Linked DNA regions of Sus scrofa: regions 1 and 3 are each linked to region 2. The links are chromatin contacts, called in public Hi-C and HiChIP or PLAC-seq maps. All regions are on one chromosome and are shown on one strand. Each heading gives the region's core, a stretch centred on a gene start, on an enhancer-like site or on the middle of the called end of the contact. The rest is flanking DNA. Distances are from core to core; before and after follow the strand shown. Region 1 overlaps C14H12orf49 (UPF0454 protein C12orf49 homolog). Region 2 overlaps C14H12orf49 (UPF0454 protein C12orf49 homolog). Region 3 overlaps C14H12orf49 (UPF0454 protein C12orf49 homolog).

Evidence for each region. A called contact is a pair of places that touch in the nucleus more often than the background predicts. HiChIP or PLAC-seq counts read pairs in DNA pulled down with a chosen protein or histone mark.
Region 1: a contact with region 2 is called in an H3K27ac HiChIP or PLAC-seq map of alveolar macrophages. The contact joins two enhancer-like sites. A contact is called at or near these places in 3 of 47 Hi-C or Micro-C datasets (embryonic fibroblasts and fetal skeletal muscle) and 1 of 2 datasets of contacts at active chromatin or transcription factors (alveolar macrophages).
Region 3: a contact with region 2 is called in a Hi-C map of embryonic fibroblasts, with 2.2 times the contacts expected there. The contact joins two enhancer-like sites. A contact is called at or near these places in 2 of 47 Hi-C or Micro-C datasets (embryonic fibroblasts and heart right ventricle).

Annotation. Positions count from the first base shown.
Region 1 is chr14:36,045,170-36,048,157 of Sscrofa11.1, reverse strand. The region is part of intron 5 of C14H12orf49 (UPF0454 protein C12orf49 homolog); the gene reads right to left. Among named protein-coding and RNA genes, the nearest start is that of MED13L, 15 kb to the left of the region's middle. Within about 2 kb of position 1,302, at least 17 of the 83 cell types and tissues checked have an H3K27ac peak or open chromatin away from gene starts, as enhancers often do. A contact at or near this core is called in alveolar macrophages and fetal skeletal muscle, where this site is marked.
Region 2 is chr14:35,913,191-35,915,950 of Sscrofa11.1, reverse strand. All of the region lies in intron 5 of C14H12orf49 (UPF0454 protein C12orf49 homolog), which reads right to left. Among named protein-coding and RNA genes, the nearest start is that of MED13L, 150 kb to the left of the region's middle. Within about 2 kb of position 1,365, at least 44 of the 83 cell types and tissues checked have an H3K27ac peak or open chromatin away from gene starts, as enhancers often do. A contact at or near this core is called in alveolar macrophages, embryonic fibroblasts and fetal skeletal muscle, where this site is marked.
Region 3 is chr14:35,752,399-35,755,490 of Sscrofa11.1, reverse strand. All of the region lies in intron 4 of C14H12orf49 (UPF0454 protein C12orf49 homolog), which reads right to left. Among named protein-coding and RNA genes, the nearest start is that of C14H12orf49, 48 kb to the right of the region's middle. Within about 2 kb of position 1,815, at least 16 of the 83 cell types and tissues checked have an H3K27ac peak or open chromatin away from gene starts, as enhancers often do. A contact at or near this core is called in embryonic fibroblasts, where this site is marked.

The DNA.
Region 1 (2,988 bases), core at 53-2,552, 130 kb before region 2:
TAGTTTCACAGGTACATACCTATGTCAAAACTTATCAAATTGCAAATTTTACTTATTATTTATTATTTTTCTTGGCTTCTTTATTATTTTTATATTGCTTCTGCAGAAAGCATGTTATCTGAGGTGGGTAGAAGGCTGGGACTGCCCTGAGTTCATGCCTCAGCTCTGATTCTCTTTAACTTTGTGGCGCTGGGCAGATGAATTCCCCTTTCTGAGCCTCAGTTTTCTTATCTGTGAAATGGGGATGGCAGGTAGTATTGTCCCTAGAGTGCTTATGAGGATTCACAAAATGAAGGCAGGAGGGGCTTAGCACACTGTATGGCACACAGCAGTCACCGAATACAAGCTTATTTTATTTTATTTTTTATACAGTAGTTAGGAAGGTGAAGAGCCTGGACTCTGGAGTCAGGCTGATCCAAATTCAAATCCCAGACAACTGCCCCCGGGCAAGTGACTTAATTTCTCCAAGTTTCCGTTTCCTCCTCTACCAACCAGAGATGAGAAAAATGCACTGGTCAACAGCCTAGCAGGAAACGGGGCACACTGAAACCATATAATCTAAGGAGCGTTTAATAGAGAGACTATTGGCAGAGGTGTGGGCAGGGTTTACGGAGAGCAGGAAGGCATAGTACAATACCTGGGGCCAGCAGAGGGAGGATCTATTCTCACCCTGCCTCTGCAGGAGTAAGGAAAGGGGTTCATTCCAGAACCTGGAAAGGGAAGCTGTTTGGAGAGCATCACTTAACAGCAGCTATGGAAGAGGCACCCCCAGCCCATAGCCACACAGCAAGGAGGAGTCTGGGGGATCAAGTCCTTGTCTCATTGTCTTCCTTTCTCTGATCTCTCTCCAGTGCCTCTTCTGTTCCTGGGCAAACCCAACCAGAGGCCAGAGTACATGGCAGCCCACAATGCTATCCACTGCAGTCAGCCTCCTGGACTCAGAGCAAGGGGTGAAAGGGGCAAGGAGACCTAGAGGGGCAAAGAGATGAAATCCAATACACAAAGGTCCCACCTCATAGGATTAACAGGATTAACTGAATTCACATCCTTAAGGCATTCAGCACGAATAAGGCTTTGCTAAGTGGCAGCCTGTGGTTACCCCAGAACCCACCCTAGTTTGGGCTCTTGAGGTTGGTACTGGGCCAGTCTTGACCCAACCTATAGTGCTGGGAAAGGAACTGAGCTGATCTTCTGCTACATTCTGTGTTTACTTAGAGAAAACTTGGCAGCTGAGAGCAAGAAGAGGTTGACTGTGGTTTTCTGCAACAGCTGGGGGGTGGAGGAGAGGCGGAGAGAGGGGAGCTGGAATCTATTAGGACTCCTGAAAGCCAAGAGACCCCAGAGCCCAGGAATCTGAGAAGAGTCCACGTCGAAGGCCGTGTTTGCCTGCATTCTCTTTCCAAGGGGGCTGCAGGTCTGGGGGCTGAGCCATGCATCCTGGGACCTTGTCCCCTGGAGGTAGGGCCACAGGGCAGCCCCCAGTGCCGGCCATGTGGAATGTGCCACTCTTGGAACCGAGGTTTTTTGCTTTTTAAAATTGGCTTGTAAATCTGTATATAGTTTTCAGGGCTTAGGAATTTTATTTTATCTGGATTAAAGTCATGTTCTGCTTTGGCATTGGAAGGCGATTATGACTGTTAAAACAAGAAATGAAAAATATAGGCCTGGAATCAGCAAGGCTGCCTCCTGCCAGACTCATAGGGATTTGTCTTGGGGGCCAGGCTGAAGGTTTCCTGCCCCCTCTCCCCTGACAGTTCTGGTCTTTCTTGGTAAAGCTAGAGCTGACTGAATCTGAGCAGTGAATACAATGGCTTAGGAGGGAGGGGTCCATTAGGAAGAAAACCTTTATCTTTGCTTAGGTGAACTTTACCACTTTCCCCTCATTCTCTGTTTCCCTCTCACAGCACACCCTCTAGGGCATTGTTTAAAGGACTTTCTCACTGTCACTGTCACTTGGCTTCACTTGGTCTGGGGGCAGATGGCTTAAGACTCTTATTTCATCATGTTGGCATAACTTTGAACTTCCCAAACTGCAGTTTGGGGCAAGACTGAAATCACTGAGGCTCCAGCTTCCTTGGCCTACTTTGTCACCTTCTCTATTCCCTCTTGCTTTTAAAGCACACATACACACACACTTCTTTCCTAAGGGCAAAAGTTATACTTGATCCATGAAGACCACTTGGAAGGCAAAGGAAAAAAGCACCAAGGTGGGGAAAAGCATAATATTACGAGAGAATATCACTCAAGCTTTTGGCGAAGATTGTTCTAGTATTTTTCCTCAACATCTATCTAGCTGTCATTTTTAATAGTATCACAGGCTACGTGCAGGCTTGTTGCCTGTGTTTTCACTTATACGTCATGAGCTTTTTTTTTTTTTTTTTTTTTTTTTTTTTTCTGGTCTTTTTAGGCCTGCACCCATGGCATATGGATTTTACCAGGCTAGCCGTCTAATCAGAGCTGTAGCTGCCAGTCTACACCACAGCCACAGCAACGTGGATCCGAGCTGTGTTTGTGACCTACACCACAGCTCACAGCAATGCAGGATCCTTAACCACTGAGTGAGGCCAGGGATCGAACCCGCAACCTCATGGTTCCTAGTCGGATTTGTTAAGCACTGAGCCACGAAAGGAACTCCTGTCTTGAGCATTTTTTTTGTATTCCTGTAGATAATGTGCTGTATTTTACAACAATAACAATAATGATTGACATTCATTAAGGGCTGCCGTTAAGAATTCAGTCTTTGTAGCCAGGGAGATTTGGGTCCCAATCTTGGCTCAGTTTTTAGCTGAATCTTTGGGGAAGTTACTTAATCTTACTGGGCCTGAGTTTCCTCATCTATAAAATGGGGCTAAAGGGTCATCTACCTCAGAGGAGAGGTAGCTGTGAATTCTAGCAAAGAAATAAAAGCCTGGGGAACAAGCAGGACTATAGTAAGTGTTTGATAAATTCCAGTTCATACTCCTATTGCAGTGATCCATGTAAGACATT
Region 2 (2,760 bases), core at 116-2,615:
AAACGTCACCTCCTCAGAGAAGCCCTCCCAGACTGCTGGTCTAAGTGGCCTCTCCCACCATTCTTCTGGTCCTCATTTCCTGTTTGCTTCCTTCAGCACATTTAACCCAAGTTACAGTTTTAGGCATTCCTGTTAATATATTTGAGTACTTGTTGAATATTCCAGGTTTTCGGCAGTGGGGGGCGGGGGGGGGCAGCAGCACACATCAAGGTTTTCCATCCATCTATGTAACTCAGCTCTGTCAGTGTTTAGCACTTAGTAGGTGCTCAGTGCGTTTGGGATGAATGAATGAAAACCTTGTTCAGAGCAGCAAAGGAAGCCCAGGAAGCTGCTTTTTGGCAGGGAAAACATGCCGAACCAGAGGATCCTCCTGCAGGGAGCTGACTTCATCTGCCTTGTTTCCATCCCAAACTTGTCCAAGAGGCTACAGGGCTGCATGGAGGGTACTATGTGTACAACTATTTTTGCAGCTTTTCAGACTTGCGAACAAGCTGCCTTCCCAAGAAAACACATTACACAGTGCCTCCCCCCGCCCCGCCCCTCACAGGGCCAGTGTCCCAAAGATCAGCCCTTTGTTTATGATAATAAAGCAGGGGCCATGGCAACGCACTGTGATGTCATGGGAGTGTGAGGTCATAAATCCTTCCAGAGGAAGAATGGGACAGAGCGGACACAATGGACTCTGGCACCCCCCTTTTGCCCCCCCAGCCTGGCTGGGGCTGTTGCTGGATATGTTTTTCTAGTACCAAGTGGCTCATTTCTTTTTCTTTTTTTTCCTTTCCCCTCTCTTTTTTTCATTCCTCGGGGTGGGGGGAAGGAAAATTAAAATAAATAAATAAAAGTTTTAAAAGACTCTGAGTGGAAAGATTTGTCCCAGGAATTTCCTGTTGGCTAATGTCCAGTTAGCAGGGAATACCAGCAATAATGTGAACAATGCCCGCTCGTCCCAGACCTGCCACGGGAAAACGAGCCCGATTCTCCAGTTTTGTGGCAGAAATAAGGCAAAGCCCTTGGAGAGTTATGGGCTCGGGACCAAGGGGTTTGCAAGGAAATCTTTCCTCTTTTTCCTCCTTTGTCTTTCCTTACACTTAATCCTTCTCCTTCTCTCTCTCTCTCTCTCTCCATCTCCGTTTTTCTTTTCCTTCATCTCAATCCGTCCTGCCTTCTCTGAGACCAGTTCTCTGTTTCCCCTCGACTCTCAGGCTGTCTCCTGCCATCTCGGCCCCATCTCTTTCTCAGTCTGCGTTACTTTTCTTTCTCCTGCTGCGTCTGTCTGAATCTCCCCATCTCTGTCTTGGTCAGCCTCACTGTTCCTGACTCACTGTTGAGCGTGCTCTCTCTTGCTCACTTTCCTCCCGTACTTCCCCTGTGCTCATGTTACTATAACAAATCAACATTTCTGACTCAGAGGACTGAAGGGTAGGCCCGCTGCCCGGGCTTTGTGATCTGCAAGCTGAGCAGCCAGGGGGCCAGTTTTCCGGCTGGGGGCTCCAAGTGGCAAGAGGAGCAGGGACGCGGGACATCTGCACCCGCTCAAGGAACACTTTGGGCCTGGGATTTGGAAGCGGCACAGGCAGCTGCAGAGAAGGCAGCCCACCGTCTTCTGGGGCCTACAGACCTTTCTCTGATGCCCATTTGGTGGGGGAGGGCGGGCAGTGGGGAGGAGGAAACTTCTAGTATTTGGCCACGGCAGGTCCCTTGTCTTGCCCAGAGCCTCCTTCTGACAACCTATACGATGTGCTCCACCAGCCCCCATATTTAACCTAAATCCAGGTTTTTTGCCTTAAACTTATCAATGTTTGGGCTGGATTCTTCTTTGTGGCGGGGACTGTCCTGTGCACTGCAGGATGTTTAACAGCATCCCTGGGCTCTACCCACTAGATGCCCGTAGCATCCTCCTCCCAAATTATGACAACCACAAATGTCACCAGACATGGCCAAATGTCCCTTGTGGTGGGGGTAAATCACCCCTGTTTAAGACTGATGGCTCTAAGCCATCCTGCTCTTCTCCTTCTTCCCAAATTCCTCACTCCCATTTTTTCCCTTGCTAAAATCATCCAAGGCTCCCTGTTATTATTATTACTATTATTTTTTACTATGTATATCATAGTGCACATCCATCTGGAACTTTCTACGTGGCCAGGGACTGGGCTAAGTGCCTTGTATATATATGAAGTAATTTCCTAGTACCTATCTCCTAGGGCCGTGGTGAGATCCTCATGACAAAGCCACGCCCCTCACCCCAGAGCTAAGCCAGTAGGTATTGTTATTATTGCTGTTCTCTGTGGGTCTTAGTTTCCCTAAGCCTTTTCTTGCCTCTGTGCTTTTCACCTGCCTTCCCTCGGCTTGCTCTGACCCCATCCTCTCCCTCCACCTGCCTGGCACCTACCCCCTCTTCCCCAGGACCTGATTCTAATCTGAGCATCTTTGGGCTCCTCCACTGGAGGCTCCTCTCTCTTTTTAAGCAGTTCCCAGCTGAACAGCCCCAGGGGAAAGCTGGAAGCTGGGGTGGGGCGCAGGGGCGATGGCTGACTCATCCGTGTCCCAGCAGTAGATGGGTTTGGGGCTTGGTGACCACTGAAGTTTCTGATGAAAGTAGGCCAGGTACTTTGGGTGGGAGGCCTGTGACAGGGGCATAAAGAAGAGGAGGAGCCAGCCCGCCTCCAACTCCCCTCACCCGTTACGGTCCACATGGCCCAGCCACGCTGTCTTACTGGCTCCATGTGAACCAAGCCTGGCCCATCAGGGGAAGACCTGGCT
Region 3 (3,092 bases), core at 566-3,065, 160 kb after region 2:
AGCATTGTGTCCAATCCACCTGCCTACTTTTTAAGCAAGAACACTCACTCCATCTGCTTATAACTGCCTGTCTCACTGGCAGGTCCAAGGGGAGGGGACAGGACGGAAACCAAGAGGAAAGGCTCACAATGGACCTGAGAGAATGGACCATGCCAAACTTCTCCCCTTGGGGAGCAGGGGGGAGGGGACAGCGGAGATGGAGCGTAAACAAACATTTCCTTGTCTGGTAGGTCATTTTGAAATTATGTGCAGGTCAAGCACTTTAGACTCCCGGAAGTCAGAAAATATCTGCTTCCAGAGGCCATTAATGCTCAAGGGCCCCCTGGAGTGAAGGGGGACTTTCATTAGTGGGTCCTGTCCTATACGGGCAGGAAGCGTGCTAAGTGACAGTCCGGAGTGAAACAACGGAGCAAGCAAAAAGCAAGGGGGAGGGGCGCTGATCTCAGAGTTCAGAGAAGAGGGAGGGAAAAAAACAAATATATCCTGAATTCGAGGAACTGGCCAAGTGCGGCTGGAAGCCCTGGGCAAGGTGCTTCGGGGAGAGGGCTGAGAACTCTGACTTTCTTCTTTCAGGGAGGGACTTGGCAAGGGCTGGAAAGTGTCCTTGTTCCTCATTCATCGGGACAGTCTACACTGCCACTGGCACTCTGGCTGACAGAAATGTGTGCAGCTGGTTGGAGGACAGCAGGAGAGCGTTAAGAGAAAGCAGATGAGGCTGCCAGATGTGGGACTTGGTTCTTGACACCTGGCTGCCCTCATTTGTTTCCATTCAGCAAAGATGGCAGGGGCTGTTCAGTCCACTTTCATCGTTGGGGTTGTATCGATGGGTTTGGAGAGGGAAGAGGATAAAGGGGAAGCTTGACTGGCAGCCAAAAGGAAAACTTAACAACACATACACACAACCTCCAATTGGTAGCAAACAGGATGGACGGGTGGCTGCAAGCCAAGACCCTCTGGGGTCACACCGAACTCAGGCTTGGTGGCACAACAGCCGGGCTGCTTCTCTTTGCCGGAATGAGGCAGATTATGGTAAGAGGCATTGTCATTCTTAAAATTCCCCTGTCCTCACAGATCTAAAATTAACAAGACTATTTATAGTGCTGGATATGGATCTGGAACAGAAATATGGATTTATATTATATGAGTAAATAATATAATAAAGAGCCGGTGATCCAATGTATGAACTGCAGTTATCTCTGCCTATGGCAACCGATTGCCAATGCATTTAATAGGTTGTAATTATCAGTAATTATGTCTGTGTCCTCTGTATTCAAGGATGACTGATATTGTCCCTATATGTGGCAAAGAGCACCAAAGAATGAACCATGTAATCATTTACTTTAAAGAGCTTTTTGAGATATCATTCGCATACCATACAATTCAATGGTTTTTGGTATATTCACAGGGTTGTGCAACCATCACCACAATCTAACTTTAGAACACTTCTGTCTCCTCTAAAAGAAACCCTATACCAATAGCAGTTAGTCCTGGGTTCCCCTTTCCTCCATTCCCTGGAAACCACTAATCTCCTTTCTGTCTCTATAGCCTTGCTTATTCTATATATTTCATATAAATAGAATCACACAATGTGGTCTTTGAGTACTGGCTACTTTCACTTAGCATGTTTTCAAGGTTCATCTATGCTGGAGCATCTATCTGTGCCACATCATTCATTTTCTTTGCCAAATACTATTCCATTGTATGGATATGTCACATTTTTGTTTATTGATTCATCAGCTGATGGACATTTCAGCTGTCTCCACCTTTGGGCTACTGTGAATCACACTGCTAGGAATGCTGGCACACTCAACCAAGTAACATCGAAAACTGTGATTATCCCACAACTTCATACCCTGCATATCTTTCTTCTGACCTAACAGTGTATGAAAACATACTAAGTTTTCCATTCTATCTTTTCCTAAAAGGGAGTTTTGTGTGAAGGGATCATGGCAGCCTATGAGTTGGAATAGGGGAATTTTGAAGAGATAAGACCTGAATGATTTGGAAAAATAAAATTGCTGAGCTAGGCAATGCTTCTTATGTGACAACTTTGTACTGTGTGTTCATTTGCACATCTGTACACTCACAAGACAGGCCACATGAAGAAGGTGCAAACCTGGGGCCCAGAGGCCAAGTTCATCCCCCTGGACCCGGCATACTGTGTTGGGCCAGCGTATTACCTTAAAATTCCTGAATCCAACATTTTAAAAATTACTTTAAAAAATCTTGATTTCTGCTTTCTCTTGAGAATGTAAGAGCTCTGGCCTCACAAATACTCAAGGCCAGCATCTTCCAGTTGCCAAGACCCCATAGCTCCCTTTGGTCTCCAAGGCTCTGAGGCCAGGCTCCACTGTCATAGATCATTTACATGCACTTTTGTTATTCTGATGATAGAGAATCATTTCTCTAGAGCCAGGCCTCCACTGAACATGAGAAAATCTAGCTGAGCAAATGGAAAAAGCATATTTCTTCATGGAGAAAAAGACTTCTTTTTTTATTTAATACACACAAATCACATATGTATGGTTGATATAGATAGGACACGCTTTTCCTGTCTGATGCGTATCTGTCCTCTAAAGGGGTTAGAGTCTTCGCTCTAGGCCTGCAGCCTTCTCAAATGTGTTGGTGGCATCTCTCCTGTCTGAGTATATCTCCTATGTTCTGTAAAGACCATTCCTCTAATTTCATTTTGTACCCACTGTCCTGAGTTCCCTGAAGCACCTCATCAAGATTATTGCTCAAAGATGCCTCAATATAGAACAGGCTGCCAATTCCAAAGAAATCTTTGAAGATGATAATGTGTCTTTATTAAGCACTTGCTGTATGCGTAGGTCTGTTCTAAGCTCCTTAGTTCCTCAGGTACTCCGGTTTTCACCTACCCCATGACAAACAAGCTAAGTGAGTTGTCCAAAGTCACCCAGTAAATGGTGAAGCTGGGATGTGAAGTTAGGCAGTCATATTCTGGAACCCACTCTCTCCACTACTAGTCTAGGTGACTATTCTAGATTGATTGATTTTCCTTGAGTGTGAGGTCTCTTTTTTAACCAAGTGAGAGAAACCAAGGCATGGAAGTGGCCCAAGTCTTACCCAGG